2 separate regions of the Oryza sativa genome follow, and region 1 is linked to region 2. Evidence: chromatin contacts called from public HiCAR-type data. All regions are on one chromosome and are shown on one strand. The core of a region is the stretch at or near the end of the contact, and the rest is flanking DNA. Distances in the headings are between cores, read along the strand shown. Region 1 holds the start of LOC4339054 (selT-like protein). Region 2 holds the start of LOC9268669 (nuclear transcription factor Y subunit B-3-like).

What was found. HiCAR-type assays count read pairs that join an accessible place to other places.
Region 1: a contact with region 2 is called in a HiCAR-type map of leaf, with 2.1 times the contacts expected there. The contact joins the promoter of LOC4339054 here to the promoter of LOC9268669 in region 2. A contact is called at or near these places in 2 of 15 Hi-C or Micro-C datasets (leaf and seedling) and 1 of 4 datasets of contacts at active chromatin or transcription factors (leaf).

Annotation. Positions count from the first base shown.
Region 1 is chr5:23,043,747-23,048,133 of ASM3414082v1, forward strand. LOC4339054 (selT-like protein) reads left to right here and starts at 2,576. Exons shown (of 4, transcript XM_015781897.3): 1 at 2,576-2,933; 2 at 3,032-3,099. The coding sequence starts at 2,661.
Region 2 is chr5:22,886,396-22,890,816 of ASM3414082v1, forward strand. It overlaps LOC9268669 (nuclear transcription factor Y subunit B-3-like), which reads right to left and starts at 1,257. Exons shown (of 8, transcript NM_001404884.1): 1 at 1,022-1,257; 2 at 653-918; 3 at 371-500. The coding sequence starts at 903. It overlaps LOC4339037 (E3 ubiquitin-protein ligase UPL4), which reads right to left. Exons shown (of 17, transcript XM_015784234.3): 15 at 4,218-4,346; 16 at 4,055-4,138; 17 at 3,231-3,645. The coding sequence ends at 3,580.

The DNA of each region.
Region 1 (4,387 bases), core at 1,326-3,825, 160 kb after region 2:
ATCACGTGCTAATAGATCGTTCCGTTTTTCGTACGTACTATGCATGTCGGGAACCCAGGATTGCAAACACACCCGGTTCCGGTTAGCTGGCAGTGTGGGGCTTATGATGATTTCTAAACTTCAACTCTAATTTTTTTTTTGTATGTTAGTCGCTTTCCAAACCGATAAACAATGTGTTTTAAGTAAAAAAGAATTTCTTTACACAAGTGTTTAAATAAAAAAATGTTTTTAAATTTATAATAGTTAATACCTAACTAAGTACTCACTCCATTCCATAATATAATGCACAACCACTTTTTTTAGATGTTCCATAATATAAGACATGCATGCAAACATACAATCAACCATGGCATCTTCTCTATTAAATTATTACTTTTTCAAATTCTCCACTCTCATGTTATCTAATCCTATTGGATGCATGCATTACATTTATTAGGATGATTCAAACTACATTCTTGGTCTTTGGATTAAGGGTGACTGTGCCTTATATTTTGGAATGGATGGAGTATATTGTAATAAATCGCTTTTTTACTCAATGTTAATATGATATTTCAATATGTGGAGTTTCAATTTTCGAACTAGCCGTCAACTCGTAATAATCGTAGGGAAGCCTAAAACCGACCGCTGCGTGTCTGTTGCTGCTGTTGATATGGTGCCACAATGTCGCCTTGTCGCCTGTCGGACCATATAAGCCGAGATGACTGAACGAGTTGGAGTGGACACTGGAGTGCACAGTTCGGAGTTCGGTTAATGATTGCACGTTTCACTTTCGCCTTACACCACCAAAGTTTTACCGCACGAGTTCGAGTGGTGAGCACTTATGGCGTGTCGCTGGAAGAAAGGAAATATTTGAAGCTGTTCTCGTAGCATTCAGGCGGTAGAGAGAAGATTCTCTCTCAAAAGACGTAAGTCGAGGAAATTGCACAGGAATCGCCTTTGGAGTAGAGCATTTTCTTCCCGCCGGTAGAGGTAGCTCGTAGACTCGTAGTAGCTCCCGTTCTCCCAAAGCTGCACCGAAATTTACCAGAAAAGCGCCCAGTCATGCTGGAATAGTGCTTGACTTGATCACAATGGTGGTATGGAATTGGGCCGATGCTAATTGCTACCCATTTGGGAATAAGTCTATTTTGCCTCCCTCTTCTTTTACCTTGATCGAATCGCATACCTCAACCACAAAACTGGATATAACACATCCCTCAACTTCAGAAATCGGTGCAAATCAATTCCTTCGATGATTTAGAAAGTGGTTTACGTTGACATGGTAAGCTAACCACGTTTGACTTGCCGAGTCAGCAGAAAAACTTAAGGGCACGTTCACTTTTATGCTATTTTTAACTATATCATTTTTTGGTAAAGCTGCCAAAAAAATGTCTACATTTAGTTTGTTGCTAAATTTGGTCAATACATAAGAAATCCTGCCAAAATTTTGGCAATTATTACTATTATGCCAAAATTTTGGCATTGACAAAACTTAGTAAGGTTTATTTTGGCTACAATCCAAACAGCCACTAAAATATCATAGTGGCCCCCATGTGTCGTCCACCCATCTCTCTCCCTCATTCCATTGCCTCCTCATCCTCCACCGATGCTATTATTTGTTTATGTCCTTGTCCACCTCCACTCGCACGCTCCCGCTCCTCCTCTTCCTTGTGCTCCTCACCAACCTCACCTTCCTCCTATACCACTCTGCCCCCACCGCATGTGTGAGCTCCGCCTCGATCGATTCCACACCAACCTATTCATGTTCCTGGTCGTCAACCTCGAGGTTGCCGTGGAGGAAGATGGCAACATGAGGGGAAGAGAGGGCTACAGCGGTGGTAGTCATTGTTGTGGGCCCCGCGTGTCATCATCATTGCTGTCCTCTTCCGCCCGCCAAGCGCATCCTTTGCTGCCGACTGCCGTGACAGTCCCCTCCCCTTCCTCCTGCGGCAATGACGCCAAGGCGACATGTTGAGATGCGGGTTGCGTCTGCATGGTGCGTCGAGATTGAGAGGGGAGGAATAGGGCTGACAAGTGGGCACTATAGTTTCTTTTTTACCTTGTTACGGCCCCACTTTTATTTTCAATTCATTTGATGACTAGGCTTCCACATTAGCACAGATGGACCAAGTCAACCTACCACATCAGCATAAACTGCTTGCTAAATCTCTGAATAAATTGATTTGCACTAGTTCTAGAAGCTGAGGGAGGTGTTATAACCAGTTTTGTGATGAGGGATGCGATTCGACCGAGAGCAACAAATGAGGTAGTAGGCAACATAGACTTATTCCACCAAATGGTCTGCAAATCGCAGAGGGCTAGAGCCCATATTTCCAATCTAGCCCAGGAGGCCTAGAGCCCAACGAGACACTCTTGCAGAACACCGCGCGACCCAAAAAGACGGAGGTCGGCCTTCACCATCGGAGCGACGGAGCCCGACCACTACCAAAGATTCCCCCACCTTCCCGGCCTTGTTCGCGCTGTTCCTATAAACTCCCACTGACAACTGGGACCCGCATATCCGCGGCCCACCTGTCAGTGACCCAAGCGGAAGCTTCGTCGCTCCCTCATCGCATCGCGTCGCCGGTCGCGGGTCGTCCTCCTTCCGTTCCGCGTCCTCTCAAAAGGTTGGGAGGAGGAGGAGGCGACGCGGAGCGCAGCAGTGTGAGTAGTGGTAAGCCATGGACCGCGTGCAGCTCCTCCTCGTCGGTCTCCCCGCCCTCCTCTTCCTCTCCGACCTCTCCCACATCTTCGCGCCGCCGCCGCCGCATCTCCGGCACCCCCACCACCACCCGCCGCACCACCATCCCCATCCGCCTCACCACCACCCCCCGCATCACCCCCACCCGCCTCACCACCCGCATCCGCCGCATCACCCCCACCCGCCTCACCACCCGCATCCGCCGCACCATCACCCCCACCCTCACCCCGATCCCGCCGCGGAGGCCATACAGGTGGGTGGGTCGTGAACCCTAGCCCGAGTTTCTGTTGCTGCGATCTAAGCGGCGTGCTGATTTTCTTTTTTTTGGGGGGTTTGGCACGGTTGTAGCAGGCTAACGTTGATGGAGCTGGATATGGCACCACCGTCGAGCTGCAATTCTGCGCCTCCTGCTCGTACAAGTGAGTTTCGTTAGTCCAGTGTGTTTTGCGTTCATGTGGTATCAGTGGCCGCAGTTGGTTCGTTGGATTATTTCTGTGCAGATTAAATGAGCATACTATTGTTGTAGCGAGCACCAAGCGGCTTAGTTGTGTGCTTGCCACAGTTGATAATATTCAGTTCGATTTATCCTGCACAAAACCATCTAAAAAAAAATCTACTCCGCACAAAGATTTGCTAGGTGGGATTGCTTGGTACTCCACTCTAGTGCTACATATGATCGATTACTGCCATACGTCCTGTGTTCATATGTACACTCATAACACTCCATGCTTGGTAGTTGTAAGCCTCACTCCAGTTCGCTTCTTAAATTCACGATTACATCTTAGCAGTAGTGGGGAACTTTGTATGGGATATGGGTTCTGCAGTTATCGTTAATACACAGTGTGAATGATCTGTTGGACATATTAGAAAGAAAAATGTAAATGATAACAGTCATACACAGTGTGAATCACCTATATAAGGATGGAGGGGAGGACCCAGTCTAATCCTATCCAACCGACTCTATCCCGTCCCTAAGACCTCGATCTCTCTGCCCACCGCCTATGACACTCATCTCATTTAGCTCTTTCTATTTTGAGATGAGACAATTTGTGATGATACATTGCATATATGTGCTGATCCATGCTTTCAGCTGCTTTGCACATATAAGCCTCTAGCTTGCGTTCAGAATTTCAGATGTTACATGCCAATGCCGAGTATGTGTGATTCAGTTAGTATGAAATGCCGGTATTTGTGCATTCACTGAATATCACACTTTCCCTACTTATAGCTTTGGGATCAGAAAGTTTTAGCTTGGATTCGTTGTGGATCAATAGATATTTGCAGATTTTACTTTTTATGCTTAACTTGTTGCGATGTTCCTACACTCTCTATTTTTTTGGTAAAACACATTTTGTTCCATGGAATTAGTTATGCACCTGAGGAGGCTTATTTGTTCCATGGAAAGTTTGATTACTCAGACAAATACCACAAGTTTGCTCTAAGATCATGCTATGACAAAGTAGTAGGACATTCCAAAAATGCTCAATAGGCAGTAAAAGAACTCTTTGAATTATTTGTATACTGTTACCAGACAATTGAATTTTAGGTTACAGTGAAATATTGCATGCAATAAAATGTGATATGGACCATATAAAAAATTGTTATATATGGATATAGATCTCCTAAGCTGAAAGCATGAGTATTTACTTAATTTACTTTGTATTTATAACATAGAACATAATTAGTTATTATAGTTAAAGTTTGATA
Region 2 (4,421 bases), core at 7-2,506:
GGTCCAAGCAACAGCTTTCAATTAATTAATTAATGTACTAACACCATATTCCAACCATTCCTTTCACGGTATAAAATTGGAATCATAAAGCAAGATTTGCTGACAAGAATCTTTCTTCCAAAGCAACATGAGCTAAAGAAATTAGCTCATACCACAAACATTACAAGTTATCCATCCGTCCTCAAGTTGAACAAATTACTAGAGTATACTCCCTAATAATATTAAGGTTACCAAGCAAGTTATTAGTAATTCAGACACACCTCGAAAAAGCAAACTAGCGATGTCCCTACCTAACTCGCAAAGCAATAACTAAACCTTTTTAAATCAACAGAGAATCACCCCAATTCCAAACATCCACATCAGTACGCACCTCTCTGTACTTCTGCAGGTAGACCTTGAGGGGCTCGATGTAGTCCTCGAAGCCCAGCGTGGCCATCGCCCACAGCAAGTCGTCGCCGTTGATGGTCTTGCGCTTCTCCCTCTGGCATTTATCGCTCGCCCTGTAATGTTGCCCCACCACAACAAAAACCCAGTCACATCTCATCGCCGCCAACGACAAGTCAAACAACGAGCTCAAAGCTCAAAACTCAAAAGAAGACAGAGCAGAGCAGAGCAGAGCACAAGAGGGGGGAGGACGAGGGCGACGACTCACTCGCTGGTGATGAAGGAGATGAACTCGGAGACGCACTCCTGCACGGTCTCCTTGGCGTCCTTGGCGATCTTCCCGTTGGCCGGGATGGCCTTCTTCATGATGCGGCTGATGTTGGCGATGGGGAGGAACCTGTCCTGCTCCCTCACCCCCCCACCCCCACCCCCACCTCCCCCTCCTCCCCCTCCCCCCCTCGGGCTCCCGCTCTCGTGGCTCCCCCCTCCTCCCCCCGGGCTCCCCGGCCCATCCGCCATCCCACCTCCCCCCTCCTGCACCACCACCACCCAAACCCAAACCCTAGATCCATCAGTCCCCGCATCCCAAAACCCTAGAAATGGGATTCGAGCGAAGGAGAGAGAGGCGTAGGCGTACCTTATATAGAAGCGCGGGCGCGCGCGGAGAGGGCGCGACGTGGAGAGGAGAGAGAGGGGGGTTGGGCGCGAGGTGGTGAAGCGAGGAGGAGAGAGAGAGAGAGAGAGGGGGAGAGGAGAGAGAGAGGAAGCGGGGGTGGGAAGCGGAGCGGAGGTGAGGCGGAGAGGCGAGAGGGGGAGATCGGACGCTGGAGAAGAGAAGGCGGCTGAGGCGGGCGCGATTGAAGGGGTCGGGGTATCAGGGCCGTTCGTGGAGGGGTATATATAGGGCGGACGCGGGCGCCGCCGCGTGGGGGGTACGGGTGAGGGTTTGGCTGACTGGGTTTGCCTGGCCGGTGCACGGTGGACCGGGTGTAGGGGTCTAGGGGAGGAGATTTCTTTTTTTCTTTTTTGCTTTTTGGGTTTTTCTTTTGCCTTTTTGTAGCCTTTTGTTTTAGGTTTTTTTTAGAAAAAAAAAGTTTTGGATTGAGGTGAGTTTGTCGTTTGGTGAGAGTGCACACAACGTGGGGGTTTTACAGTTTTACATCACAAATAGAATGTGAGATTTGCCATAAAAAACATTTATGATTTGCTTTTTTTTTCCCGCTTCTTCCTCTGATACACGAGGCATTTGATTTTATGCCGTTCTTAATATACGAGTGAACATTTGTTATATATCACCATTCATCAGTGGAGGGTAATTAGCCGGGAATATTAGAAGCTACCGCTGCTATACGTGACGCTGACCTCAATTATTTTTGACTGGATGGAGTATTTTATTAAAGGTTTTACATTGCCATAGGTTGTAAAGCAGTGTCATTGTAACAACAATTAAATAGCTACTTCAAGCGTTAAATTTTGTTTTAAAATATAGCTACTTCATCACTTGTTATATTATCTCAACCAATTACAACCATATTTCGTATAGATTTTTCACATAATTTTTCATCTAAACTAATCACAATTATCACTCGTTTAATTTCATTTCGCTTCTTAGTTTCTGTAAAAAGTTCTACAAGTACTTGTATTTTTAAGCAAAGTGAATAAGTTAAGTAATACCTATTGAATACATACATGGATAATTGGATATGCTTGTAAATCGATCGGCAGTGATGACAAGTCCAGAACTAAGGTATGCGCATCTAAGCCATTTAATTATATTATAGGTCAGCTTTTACTAAAACGACTAGAAGACTGTGATAGTCCTATGAAAATATCAATACTGAACGATAGGACGACAAGATATTTACAAAAGGCAGACATGACTAACGTGTTTTTCTGAGGGAACAAACAGATGGTATCTGAACAGACAGCTTTATGTCAAGATGTTCCAAGCAAACAACATTATCTTTTTGGACAGAATTACTATTACAATTATAACTAACAAAGTATTTGAGGACCGAAAACTTTTCTTCAGAAATGATTATCATCTCTTGCACCGTTGCACGTGTTCTACCCTTTCACTTTGCGTCCCGTATGTGTAAAGTCAACTGCGGATCGCAAGATGTTGCAGCTAAATAACAACCTTATCATCCTCATCCTCGGACACAATTACAATTAAATAAGATCGGCAAGATCAAGCTGCCTGATACTGCAAGTGATTGTGCAAGTGAGAATTTTCTTTTAGGTTTTAAGGCTTATGGACAAAGCAACAACATGAGGGGAGTAGTATACTAGTAGTTAGTATAGCATATCATCATCTCCAGGACCTATACTTAACCGGCATATATTCGACAGATGCGCATGATTGCCTTCCGCTATTTAACCGGGACAGACAGACACAGGACTCCCATCGCATCTGGAAGCGAACCGTGTCGCCATTTTCTAGCGACTTCGGCCGTCCAGCGAAGCAAAACTTTTGGCGTCAACGCGAAGCTTTGCGGAAACACACAATGACACAAACACAACAGCAGCTCAAAAGTGAATGCAGACACAACCTCATGCTGAAGCCAACATGACCACGAACACGTACATGCGAAATGTGTCCCCACAAAGGCAAGGCATGACCTTATCGAAAACTTTAACCCTGCCTATATCAAAATTTTCGTTGCTACCGATTTTTTGATTGGGTAGAGAACCAACCCAAGCATAGAGCGACCTGTTGTTGAAAAAGAAATTTACATCGTAAGAATTGATCCGTCGTGAAATCTCTGCACCACGAGCAGACAGTCCTGAAACTGAGAGCTGGTAACAAATGCTTCCAAACGTATTAGGCAATATAAGCTCCAATAGGCGAACAGAACGATGGATAGTAATAGTATTGAAGATTTTCACCAGCCACGTATATTTACACCAAAAGAGAAGGTTTGCATCAACAGCAGCGAGCTAAGCTGAGAGTCGCCATGTTCGCGACTACTTGAGCACACCTACAGGCAACTACCACTATGTACAGAGAAGGAAGGGCATGCGCCACCTCAGTTTTTTCCCTTTCCTAACATCAGCTCCACCCGAATCATATGTCTTGGTAAGTTAAGCAGTGAACCACCCACATTTACACCATGTTTTCCTACGTGATACTTACAAAACACACATTTCTACTGCGTGTGATGGCATGCGCAGCTAGATGCTATCAGTTTCAAGTCAAGATAAGTGGAAGGACCCCTGACCTTCCGTAATCGCGTAGAGTAGTTTCTCCCTCATCTTGTCCTGCAGATTGCGTATAACAATTTGGTGTCAATGCAAATAGTACTGGAAATCAAGAACTAATCACGGAATAATATCTTTAACTACTTTAAAATCTCAGTCGTTCTCCCTCCCCTTCCAAAAAAACGGCTCTAGAAAAGCCCATGAAAGAAAGGCATAAACAAAACTGAATTACTTTTTTATCTTCGGATATGTTGCACGCACAGGCATGTAACTAGTCTCCAAAATATGCAAGTGTGGTTTTGAGATTTTGACTTAAACCTAGGCAAAACCGTCAATTCGTTCTAGTTATAGTTTAGTAGATGATGTCTCATACGGTGACATAAATGAGGGATTGATTTAATTTATGAAAATTCCAGAATATACCAGTGGACTGTTAAAAAGCTAATCAGAACAGTAGTATGTTACAGACCTTGGAAGAATAGGGGGGTAACTTTAGATAATTAGCACAAGTCATCACACTCGGAAGGTCATCATCAGCCTCGTTGCTGTTATGCTGCTGATTATATTACAAAATATTAGGGAAGATAGTAAGAAAAAACAAATCCTAAAAGAAGTATATAATGAAAACAGACCTTTCGGACAACCGTCAACTTCGGATTTAGCGCAGCTAACCCACCCGGTGGGAGTCGAGGTGAACCTGTTATAAATTGCAAGAAAGCTCTGCGTTGATGGCCTTCAAACTCCTGTATAACCTCCAACAACTGCAATGTATTTGGCATGTAAAGAAAAGAGCCTTTACTACCATTTCAGAATAAAATATTTAACCGTCTAAATAT